2 separate regions of the Gossypium hirsutum genome follow, and region 2 is linked to region 1. The links are chromatin contacts, called in public Hi-C maps. All regions are on one chromosome and are shown on one strand. Each heading gives the region's core, a stretch centred on a gene start, on an enhancer-like site or on the middle of the called end of the contact. The rest is flanking DNA. Distances are from core to core; before and after follow the strand shown.

Evidence for each region. Hi-C and Micro-C count contacts between places; a contact is called where the count stands out from the background.
Region 2: a Hi-C map of leaf shows a contact between it and region 1, with 2.5 times the contacts expected there. The contact joins the enhancer-like site here to the promoter of LOC107952241 in region 1. A contact is called at or near these places in 5 of 34 Hi-C or Micro-C datasets (callus, leaf and petal).

What each region holds. Positions count from the first base shown.
Region 1 is chrA01:53,411,973-53,418,600 of Gossypium_hirsutum_v2.1, forward strand. LOC107952241 reads left to right here and starts at 2,240. Exons shown (of 2, transcript XM_041097059.1): 1 at 2,240-2,646; 2 at 2,971-6,628.
Region 2 is chrA01:53,873,551-53,880,346 of Gossypium_hirsutum_v2.1, forward strand. It overlaps the pseudogene LOC107900422. Among protein-coding and RNA genes, the nearest start is that of LOC107901973, 5.6 kb to the right of the region's middle. Within about 2 kb of position 2,076, at least 4 of the 9 cell types and tissues checked have an H3K27ac peak or open chromatin away from gene starts, as enhancers often do. A contact at or near this core is called in leaf, where this site is marked.

The sequences.
Region 1 (6,628 bases), core at 990-3,489:
CCATTTCACCATTTCTAACCTTAATGCTTGAACGTTGTAGTGTCCCTTTTGCAAGGTCAAAGCTTTGCTCATCACAATTTGCACTCAACAATACTGTATGGTGTTATCTAACAAAATCACCCCTTTTTCGCATTCCTAGCTTCGTCTAACCCATTATTAGTCTCCCCTCTCATACCATGCATACAGTAAACATATATACCATACAAAACATTGTTATGCAATACCCTATGCCAGATAATCATTCAACAATAATTTACTATTATGATCAGCATTAGCATGACAATTTCTCATAACAACATTTAACAACCATAAGATAAAGTGCAGATATTCACCTTGTTTTGTTATCCTTGATAGCTTAGCTAGTCCAAACAACAAAGTTTCCTTCATCTTGGTAGCAGTTCCTTCATTTTCCATTACCAACCTTAAACTCACACCTCTGTCGCTACATGCAGAACTACCTTTATCTGCATCCCCCTTTTTCTTCAGGATGACTTAAGAATATGATGCTAGGGAGATGACAAAATCTATCAACAGACTTCAGAAAAATCTACCTCCACTAATGTCTTATATATATTCTCCTTAGGCATGGTCCACACCAACCATATCCACCATCCATTCTTAGCCATTTTGTTTCCCACTTTGGAACCGGCCGGTTCTATCCTAACCAAACCAAAGTTGGGATCCAACTAATCGGAATTTGGCCACTTCAATTTCTAAATTACCTGGTAGGATTCTATGATGCTATTCCTCTCAATTTAGTCCTAGTTTCATTAATTTCGAAATAATAATGATATCTGGGTGTTACAACAATGATTTGGTTCTTAGGTTTTGAAGTGACCAAGTTATAACTGAAATTTCATCACAAAATAAAAAATTAAAATAAAAGGAAAACTAAATATTTAACCAATAAAATGATATTCATCTAAATAAAAGGAGGCTTTGCGTGAGAGAATGTTTGGGTGAGTAACAAGAAAGGATAAGAGAAGGGAAAAGGGAAGAGGATAGGAAGAAACAGATGTGAAACACAAGAATCATATAATTTTTATAATCAAGACCACATTAAGACAATGTGTAAATTGCTAAAGGTTTTGTTTTCTAAAATCAGGACCAAATTGACACAATGTGTAAATGTTAAGGGCTAAATTTGTTATTATAACATTTTTTAATTGCCACATCATCTCTCTGTCACAAAGTTAACAATAGTTAATGGAATTGGACCAAAAAATGCAAATGCGATTAGTTGGGTGACTATTTTGTAACTTTTTAAAGTTAAGTGTTTTGCCCATAATAATAACCTCTAATATAAGAAAACCCCAAGATAATTTGGAGTCACCCATGAATCGAGTCCCTATAATGATATTTAAACCAAAGTAATATTATGTATATCAAACCTTTAACTTTACCATTACAACAAAATAAAGATTTAGTTTTATATGACTTTTTAGTAAATATATTCATGACCAATATTGTATGTATAGGACCAGACCGATTAGATCAAGAACCGGTCAAGTATCGTTTTTGAGAGGTATTTGGAACTAGTTGACTTGGACTAATTGAGTCGATCGAACCGCTGAATTAGTGATTTGACCTGTTCGAGTACTAGTCTGATTAAAAAAAATTATTTATTACATAATTTTCCACCCACATAATTGGTGTGACATATTTAGTTATAGTAATTCCATATTATAAAATATTTAATCTTTATTTTTCTAGGTTAAAATATCCTCCGAGTCGATGTACTTTTTAAACGTATTTAGACTCTCTACTTTTATTTCTAGGATTTAGTCTTTCTACTTTTTAATTTTTAAAATTTAAGTCTAATTGTTAATTTTGCTAAAATATTTCTGTTAAGTTGAAGTTTATTACAATACTATTCTTTTTATTATGTAGCTACCAAAGTGAGTATTTTGTTATTTCAAAATGTCATACCAGTGAATTTAACAAAAGAATTTTAATGGTGTTAACAATTGATATTAAATTTTGAAATCTTAAAAATAGAGAGACCAAATTACTAAAAATAAAAGTCAAAACACTAAATTTCAAATTTTTAGAGAGTACAAGGACCTAGAGTATATTTTAACATTTTTTATATCAACGTATATAATACTCCATGTCCCGTTACAAACTTAAAAGTTACATTATATTTAGTTGAGTGTAATAGGAATAGATTACAACCCAATTCATTGGGCCCCACCACCAAACCAATGTTTGGTTGGCTGTAATACCATTACAGCTTTATTCAATTCAACCTCTATTCCCACTAAACACGTTGAATAACATTCGGTTCCTTACCCACAGAATAGCCCTTCAGAGTGTCTCAATTTCAATTTTACCCTTCTTCCTTCCTCACGTCTGAAGCCTCTTCTCTTTTTCGTTCTTTTTCCCATTTCCTTCCAGCCTTCTTAACCATATTCATCTCTAAAGTTTCAACCTTTCATGATTTTGAATTAGGTTTTTGATATTTCCCAAAATTATCTGAAAAAAGAAAATGATTTTGGGGGATTTGCACAAGGTCTGGGAAATCAAAGCATTGAAGAGGAAACCTGGAGAAGAAGAAGCCAAAAAAAACTTAGAGAAAATAGCCAAACAAGTTCAACCCATTATGCGTAAGCATAAATGGAGGGTCAAGCTCCTCTCAGAATTCTGGTATCTTTATCAATTTTATTTATTTTTGTATTTTTATTCTGTTAAAGAGAATGATTTTTTTCTTCAATTGTGCTGAATTCTTTTTCTTCAATTATGATTGATGGAAGAATGGGTATTTACGGTTATACTACTGAAATTCAAGCGCTTTTCTTTTATGGCATTAAGATGTGTTTTATCAATGCTAAAGCATAATGCCGAAGGCAAATAATCATTGAAAGAATTGTGAAGTGTTTGCATGCTTTGAGTTATCATACTAGGAGTTACTTTGGCTTAACTTTCAAAAATTATACTGAATTTAGTTTTGATTTTTTTTCATATTGATAGTCTGAATAATCCAACTTTGCTTGGGCTGAATGTGGGAGCTGGCATCCACGTGAAGTTAAGGCTATGAAGATCGAACCGGGATTGTGATTTTCATCACTTCGATCAAGTTCTTGATACAATGCTTCATGAGCTTTGCCATAATGCCCATGGTCCTCATAATGCTAGTTTTTTACAAGCTCTGGGATGAGCTTAGAAAGGTCCATTTCCATTCTTTTAGATAGTCCCTAATCACCATTTTCCAGTGCCAAATGCTGTTTCATGGATGGTTCATGTCTATATTACTAATTTTCCTGTTAAGACTTGTTTAAGATCGTGCTATTGTGTTAGAACCATATAAGCCCATTAAATGAAAGATTCTGGTGTGTGAGGATCAAATCATTAAGAAAGCATTATTAGGTGTGACTGGAGGTTCTCAGGATGTGCCTATATATGGATTCACGATTAAACATTATCTATGTGGAAAAGGGAGAGCTTATGTTAGTTGAATAATCTGATTATTGGTTACAATGTATTTGAGCCCTATGTTAGTTTTAATCCATTTGGGATGCATGTCTTACTTGGAAAATTGGACTGATCTTTGCTCAATCAGTGTTCCTTCTACATGTTTCCTCATTTTTGTCTATCTACTTGTGTTTCTGGAATTATTACAATTAAATAAGGGTTAGTTAAGGTTTTAAGAAATGCACATTTATTTTTATCTTAGGTATCCTAAAGATCTTGATATATAAGATAATTTGGAGAATCTATAATTAAGTAGCACATACTGGTTTTAATGTCTTGGTGGTGACAGCACCATTAGGGATGCGCTTAGTCCTATACAAACAGTTGCAATGGCTACTGAAAAGAGATTGCAGGATGATATCTGGTGTGGATCCTATTGCTCTGACATTGTTAGGGATGAAGAAAGCTATGCTGATACTCTACAGGATCATTTGGACTTGGATCAAGGAGGAGAGAGATTGAGTATCAATAATGTTTCCAGCAGACATGCTTTTGGTGGAACCTCTCTTAAACGAAGCCATGGGCCAGGTAAACCGCAATCTAGCTTTGTAGATTTAACTACCCCACCTGTATCTAGATCTTCTATCAATGAAGGTGCCAAATATCCTAAACGAAGTTGTAAATCCAATAACCTTATACCTCACCAATCTAGTTCAAGTGCCACTTCTTCTGCCCCTATGCTTAATGATGATTCTCCAGAAAATCAAGGAGTAACTGCGGTGTAGGAGTGCCAATCATGCACTTTATTGAATCCAGTAAGTGTTTCCTGCACCAATATCATTTCATTCAAATACTTTGCTTATAAAGGGATATCATATTGTTTAACACATATGTTCATGTTTTATATTGTATTTTATGTGATGAAACATTTTGATATTTATATTGATAATGTTCACGCTGGCATGCTTGGTCCTGTTTTTTAGTTGTATATCCTTATCCTGTATGGTATTTGGCCCACATATTTTTCGCTTTGGTTGTTCTTAATAATCATGAATTTGTGCTTTTTGAGCTCCACAGGCCATGATATATTAATATTGGTATGGACCATGTTTGCTTTTTTTTACAATGAGAGATGTTTTGTGTTACTTGTTTGCCTCCTGAACTGGAGAAATATATATATATATATTAATGCCCCCTCTTGGAAACTTACTTTGCATATCATTGATGTGAAAACATTGCAACCATTAGCCCCAATATGCAAGCTTTGCTGCATGGAAAGGACCAGAGACATTGGCACCAAGTACAAATTTTGGTCCTGCAAGTTTTGCACCTTGGAAAATAGTGTGAAACTGGATAAATGCTCAGCATGTGACCAATGGAGATATTCACATGGTGGTCCTATATAAACTCTAGCTCCCAATGTTGGCACATGAGAAGTAATATCTCATCAATGCCAATTTGCTTCATCTTATTCAAGTCGGTTGATTTTTCCTTGTTACTGCTCGTGATACAAATGATAGGAAGCATTTTCAACAGTTTTTTTGGTTGCTTATTACAATGCCTTTTTTTGTCTTGGCAGCCCTTTTTTTATTCATCTTTTGGATGCTATTAAAATGTTCTATTGATCAGAGTGATAAGGGGCGGATCTGGGTAGAATCACATTTTGGGGCAAACTGATGATGTTATTTCGTAATCTTTTCAATATAAATACCAGCTCCTACCATACACTCATTTATTGTCTTATTCATATATAGTTTCTCTTTTCTTCCCCTTTTTTTTGGTGGTTGAATTAAATATAAGAACTATGGGAAACTGAATAGAATATTTAAGGATATCAAGTTATCTCATTAACGCATTACTTTAACCAAGGGATGGATTGCAAAACCTCTGCGCATTAAATCATGTCCTACAATGGCGATTTTTAGAGAAAAAATATTGTAGTATTCCAATCTTATAGTGAATGATTTCTAGAGAAAAAATATTGTATTATCTCATTAACGATTTCTAGAGAAAAAAATATTGTAGTATTCCAATCTTGAAAATTATTCGAGGAACATTCCCAAGAACATATGAATATTATGTTTAGATGTGAAATATAATTCTCAAGTTTTCTTATATTTTATTTTTTATTGTAGAATAATCAAATTATTTGTTTCACTAATGATATTTTAGCACATTATGTAGTACAGTTTAAAAATAATAAAGTAGATTATATATTATTTTTATAGTATTATATATTATGATTTTTTAATTCATATAATAATTATATTAAGAATTTTATTAAATTATATATTATTTTATTAAATTATATTTAGTAATAATTATGTTAAAATATGATTAAATTATTTATTATTTTTATTAAATTATTTTTAATAATAATCTTATTAAGATTTAATAATAATAAAAATAATTATTTATCTAAAAAAATTTTGCAAGGGTATTCTGATCATTTTAGTTTTTTTTTATTCTATTACAATTTCATTCCATTTAACCAAACACAAGAATACTATTACAGTTCTATTCCATTCTATTCAACTAAACAGTTAAATTACTGATTACAGTTCTATTCCATTACAACTCTATTAAATTACAGTTCCATTTCATTATATTGAACTAAACGTACTCTTAGAGTTTCTTAAATATGCTTTTGTCTCCAGTACCCTAATATCTAATTTAATGAGTACCGCTATTTGTACACTAAATGTAGTTTAATATCAAAATCCCGACTATAGACATCGATACCGTTGATTCAAACACATTAATTTACAAAATATGCTGAATTACACCGAATCCTCCCTTTCCTCTCTCACGCTTTCTCTCCTATGAAGGCTTGAATGAATTTTCTAATATTCTGAATCTCCTTCGTATATTTTCTATTTAATTCTTTTCGTTCATGTCTTATATGAACAATTCGTTGAACCCAACTCATTTCAGAAACAGCTCCCATCATCCAACTCAGTGACTCAGCTGACTTAAATAGCTCCGAGTGTGATATTCAAAGATCATCAGCTGTTAAACCCAGGTCTTTTTTTCCCCCCTTCTGTAAATCTCATTTTTTTCGTATTTCATATTTATTTGGTTTCGTTTTTAGAGTCGTCATCTCGATGATTTAATGTTATATATATATAGTTTTGGGAGGTTGTGAATTCGGAATTTAGATCTTGGTTTCTTGATAATTGTATGAAATTGTGATAACGAAAGAGTTTTTGCATCTGGG
Region 2 (6,796 bases), core at 826-3,325, 460 kb after region 1:
ATTTAATTAAATTTGCATAAATTAAAAAAATATTGAATAGTATTGGAAATTTAAAATTATCACTTACCATTGTCATTTGATCAACGGAGATGTGCTTATTATCGAGACGGATTAATTCTCCGGCCATTGCTATCACGATCGGATTTTTTTACTTTAAAAAAATTAAATTCAAAAAAAAATTAAACAAAGAATTTTGATAGATTTTTGAGAAAATTTCGATAAAATTTGATAGATTTTTTAAGGGAATATTAAAAGAATGTTGAGAATTATGAGAGAATTGTGTGAAAAATAAATTAAGGGAAATGAATTTTGAGAGAATTATAGAAATTGTGAGAGATTTGTGTGAAAAAATGATTTGGGGGGCCTTTTTATATTTTTTTGGACCGTTGAAAGCCAACGGTCAAATTTTTTACCGTTACACAGGCAAAACACTTCTTTGGAGGAGCGTTTTGCTGACGTGGACACTAAAGCGTGCTGACGTCAGAACGTTTTCGAGAAAAACGGCCTAATCCGATAAATAACCCAACAAACAGCTCAATTTTATTAGTAATGTTTAAAAACGTGCTTTTTGGGTAAAATGTCCAATCGATCCGTCAAACACAAATTTATAAACCCAAAGGGGCCAGCTGTTTCTACCATGAATGTGACGAAAAATAAGGTCTGTAGATTAGGGGTAGACAAGGGAAACGGACGGCCAAGATCTAACGATATCGTATTTGAGGTGAATTTACAAATAGCTTTCCTTAAAGCAAATAGCGCGGGTTCCTTTCACCGCATAATTCTACGAAACTCAACGGTCCATTAAAACTGCAAGAAAAAAAGAGAATCGACAAAAAAGAAAAGTATCCTTTTCTTTCTTCATCTTATTTTTTAATTCAACCTGTCTGTTTCATCCGATTTATCTTCTACCAATTTTTTGGTATTAATTTGATCGGATTTTGGTGCTTAGATCTTCAACTTCAGGATCTTTTTAATGTAGATCCTCATATTTTACCTAATTTTGCGTTCAATTATGAATGATCCACATTATAATAGTACAACATCTGAAATTTTATCCTCAGATTTTCTATTTCTTTAAGAAAAAGAAAACTGAAATTACAGTTGAATCACACATTTGCAAATTGAATTTCTTAGTTCAAGTTCATTTTCAATTCATGGCGGAGGGAACAATGCCAGTGTTCTACTTGTTTATGATTAATTATGATGTTATTTTCGACTTCGCGTTTTTTGCGTTTAATTACTGAATCTGCATTATCATGTTATGAAGTGTGAACTTTTATCCTTAAATTTTCTGATTATTCAACAACAAAAAAACAAGAAAACTGAAATTACAGTTGAATCGAATATTTGCGCGTTGAATTTCTCAGTTGAAGTTCATTTTCAGTTCATGATGACAGTGTTATTCTTGTTTATGATTAATTATGCAGTCATTTAGGTTAGTCTCAGTAGATTAATTAATAACCACATGATCTTACAAATTGTTCCAGTGATGGGATGTGACAGATTCAGATATGAGATTATTTTTTGTATTGTATATGTTCACTGATGTTTGTATTGTATTTTGGTTGAATCAGGCGATAGAAAATGGCAGAATCCGAAGATATTCAGCTCTTGTTTGTGACAATGGGACTGGAATGGTGAAGGTAATCATGGGTGTGAAATCCGGGCAGCGATTCAGGTTCTGTCAACCTTTATTTTCGATAATGATTGATGTTTAAACTTTTCAGGCTGGATTTGCTGGAGACGATGCTCCAAGAGCAATGTTCCCCAGTATCGTTGGTCGCCCTCGGCACACCGGTATGATGGTCGGTATGGGCCAAAAAGATGCTTATGTTGGAGACGAAGCTCAATCGAAAAGAGGTATTTTGACATTGAAGTACCCAATTGAACACGGTATTGTTAACAATTGGGATGATATGGAGAAAATCTGGCATCATACTTTTTATAACGAGCTTCGAGTTGCCCCTGAAGAACACCCAATTCTCCTTACTGAAGCTCCTCTTAACCCAAAGGCTATTCGTGAGAAAATGACCCAAATCATATTTGAAACATTCAACGCCCCTGCAATGTACGTCGCTATCCAGGCTGTTCTTTCCTTGGATGCTAGTGGTCGTACAACAGGTTAGGCCTCTTTCACCATCTTCTTCTTTACTGTTCAACGTTATATTTATCATCATAAGTGATATATTGAAAATTGGCAAATAGGTTGAAAATGAGGGTCTGGATTTGAGTATTTGTGGATATTTGATTTTTTTTAGTATTTGAATATCCTATTAAATTTACTTTTAGAGATAATGAACTCGAATTTGGATATTTATTATTAAAATTCGTCATTTCTTGTAAAAATGTTATATTTTTAAATAGTGATACCATCGTGTTAGAGGACGAGTTCACTATGTATGTGACATGTGTCACACTTTATCAAAACTTTTCATATTTCAATTTTTTGATGGTTTCATTGGAGGTTGACATGAAGTAATTCGATCTCACATATTGGATCTATTATGACATAATGGGATCACCTTGTGAGGAGAGAAAAATTACTATATTTTTTAAATAACTAAAACCACCATATTTTTCTAAATAATTTTTAAAAATACAATTTTTTTATAATTTTTTATGAAAAAAATTAAGATTTTAATATTCAAATTCATTATTTGTTACCTTTTAAATTTTTATTTCAATTCTTTAAATTTATGAAATTCGAATATTTAATGCATGTGGGTATTTGATGGATAATTCAATTTAAATTGAAATAATAATTTGTTGGGTATCAAAATAATAATTAAATAATAAATATTTTAAAATTTTAAAGAAATTTTTGGATTTGAAATGTAGAGGAAGGATGATATAAAATTGTGGTTTTACGCCATCCCTATTCCTATTCCTTTCTAACAGAAGAATGACAAATCAAATTTTTTCTCCTGATTTTTAGCCTTTTTCTCCTGTAAAAATTTAAATCCAACTAAAAATGGTAAAAATCAGGAGGAAAAAGTTGATTTATCATTCTCCTATTAAAAACGGATAATGACGTGAAATTACAGTTTCATACAATCCCTTCTCTTAAAATGTAGGTACCTAATCTAATATGAAATGTTGTTGCCTAGATATTGTTAAAAAAACATATGTGCTGAACTCCTCAATGATGAACAATAAATCAAGATCCTTGTAAGCCGGTTAAACATATCGCTTTACATTATGCGTAACGGTGTTTAATTGTTTGCTCTTGAATTTCCTGTTTTGATGTACCCAAATGAAAAATCTCTAGCTACTTTTTATTTCTTTTCTTAAATGTTATTTTGTTTGCCTCAAATATGCATTTGTTTAGGTATTGTTTTGGATTCTGGAGATGGTGTGAGCCACACAGTTCCTATCTATGAAGGCTATGCTCTCCCACATGCCATCTTGCGTCTCGACCTAGCTGGTCGTGATCTCACAGATGCCCTCATGAAAATCTTAACGAAACGTGGCTATTCCTTCACTACGACCGCCGAGCAGGAAATTGTAAGGGATGTGAAGGATAAGCTATCTTACATTGCTCTTGACTTTGAACAAGAGCTGGAGATAGCGAAAACCAACTCTTTTGTGGAGAAAAGCTATGAGCTACCCGATGGACAGGTTATTACCATTGGGTCTGAGCGATTTCGCTGCCCTGAAGTCCTCTTCCAACCATCCATGATTGGAATGGAAGCTGCTGCCATTCATGAAACCACATACAACTCAATCATGAAGTGCGACGTGGATATCCGTGTTGGTGTTTTGGGACACTTTATCCGGATAAAGTATGAACTTAAACAACAATGTAATATATCCGGATCAGGAATGAAGAAAAAACTGAGTCTTGAGCAACAAGGCTCGAAGCTTGTGGAAGAAACAAATAGATTTTGCAAGGGAAAACAAGAATAGAATTGAAAGCAAAGAAAAAATGGAGCATAAATTGAATGAAATTCTATATTTTTCATTAAAATGAACTTTGGCATGAAGCCATTACATATACCAGACATTGGCTGGTCAAAATCAACAAGTTTATCACCTAAACATTACCTAACTCCACTTAATTCATCGGAACTAGATAAATTTGACTTGCATACTAAAGCAAAGCTAGTAATTAGCTCTTTTACCATCAAGTTACATCAATTGTCATCCAAACATAGTTCAAAATGAACTAAATTACAAAAACATTGTTAAAAAATAACAAAATGAAACTGAGATGAAACAGTAGCATTAACATCTTCAGTTGCATGTGTTTCATCCGGAAGACTTATGTGCATGAATTCTTACGCGCATGAATTTCTCCTTGATTGCATGAGCTGCATGGAGGGCCATTTCTAACAATCCGGAAAGATCTCTATGGAAATATTGTCCTGAGTGGCGGCACCACTATGTTCCCTGGAATTGGCGATAGGATGAGCAAGGAAATCACAGCATTAGCTCCAGGCAACATGAAGATTAAAGTGGTTGCACCACCGGAGAGGAAGTATAGCGTTTGGATTGGAGGCTCCATTTTGGCATCCCTCAGCACCTTCCAGCAGGTATTATCTCCTTTTATCTTTGAAAAACTCATGGCATCTTTAGATTCCTTTATAGTCTTCTTTAGAATCTTGTGTTTAGCGTAAACATGCTTTGGACAGTTTTGTTTGATTCAGATACCTTTTAGGGTTAATTATATCAGATGTACTCAAACTACGATTATTAATATGGCATTAATAAGCTGAGACTCAATTAGAACATTTTAAAGCCTGTAATTTAGGTCATAATTTGAAGACATTTGATACAATTAATCCAATATTTTTACACAAATTTTGCATTCCTTGTTAAAATGAACATCTCTACCTGTATAGAAACTATGCTGCTTCGACTTTTTATTTTTCTTAAGGCAGTTGTGTTTGACACTTATGCCAATGCATACGCCAACATGAGAATAAAGATATAATCCTCCAAAACTCTTCTAAATACATGAAAATTTTGAAAAGAAAAAAAGAACACATATCTTGTACTCTCACACTCTATTTGAGTAAATTTTGATTGTTTTGTATGCAGATGTGGATCGCAAAAGCAGAGTATGATGAATCTGGGCCGACCATTGTCCACAGGAAATGCTTCTAGTTATGCAAAAAGCAAGATTTTGAGCAATGAAATACACAATGCCCATTTTTGTTATAAGGCAAGGCTGATAAACCAAGTGAGTTGCTAATTTTTTTCTTTTTCCACTGTTAATGTCCAGAAAATGAACATGGAGAGGTTCATTTTCGTTCTTTTTTTTATTACAATTTTGTTTGATTGTAGAAAAGTTCTTTCAGTTCTCATTGACTTAAAATGACTGATAGTTGCTTAGGCGTTATAACCAACCTCATATTAGAAACACTTAATTATTGTAATATTTTCTTATGATATAAGAGGTTCTAGCTTAGAGATGAAGAAAATAGAATTGTATTTGCTAACATATGAATTTAAGATCTATATATATTACTAATTCAATGCGATTTCATGAATAAAATTTATTATTTTGATATATTAACAGTGAAATTTTGACGTGGAAATTTGATAATGTGCTCTGTTAAAATGTTTTTGAAATTTTAAACAGTGATATTTGTAGTAATAAATAGGGTTATGCTTGAGCCAACTCAAATAATGGCAAGTAGAAGCTTGAATTAGATTTTTTTAGCTTGAATCTTGTCTCGTATTCGATTAAATTCAAGCACAACTCAATTAAACTTTGTTTATTTGGGTTTGACTTCTTACTCAAGGTCAAATTAGATATTTTCTCTAAATAAATTTTTATATTAATTTAACATAATAAATTAAATATTTTACTAATTAATCAATAAAAATTCCCGACAATTTAAAAAAAATCTAATTAAACTGCACAATATATATAAATTCTTCACAATAAAATTATAAAAATAGTTAATACTTAATATTTTAAATAATTTAACTAAACGATGGAAATAATTTCAAGGAAAAATAATAATGTTTCTGGTAAATGTTATACAAATCTTATAAAGTTTTGACAATGTAGTGGAAATGAAGAGCTAGGTAAAAAAAAAAAAACATGAATTCCATGCATATGGCACTGAGGGGGGCGAAATGGTGAGGAGAGAGAGAAAAGGGTTATAAGATTTTAAAGTGTATATAAAATTAGGGTAAAAGAGTAAATTAATAATTATATCATAAATAAAAAGTTGGATTAAGTTTGTGAGCTTTTCGAATATACAATCAACCCTTTTTATAACAACTATCCGCTATAACAATATTTTACTACATCAATCAACTTTCTAGTAAAACTAATTTATTATGTTTTATTTTAATCTTTTATAACAACTTTTCACTTATAACAACAACATTCATAGTTATAGAGTACATTCATAGTTATAGAGTACATTCTTCATTAAATTAGTTTTTTATAATGGCATATTGTCTAAATTTTTAAGTAAAATTATAGTTATTTCATATAAGTAAGTGTATTAATTATCATTTATTAAATGAAAACGATTTTAATTAAAATATTATTTCAATAAAATGATTAAATTTCATGTGAAAATTTCTATTAATCATATTTCGTTAAATGAAAATAATCTTCAATGAGTGGAATTAAAATATCAAATTATTAAACTATTAAGTTCCCTAATTATATATTCTATTATAAATTTGGAACATCATAAACTTATAAATTGATTACATGAATTCAGTAACTCATGATAAATTAATTAATTTAATTTGATAACTTATATTTATTAATTGAACTAATTAGATTTATGAACTTTATAATTAATTAAATGAAAGAATATAAAATAAA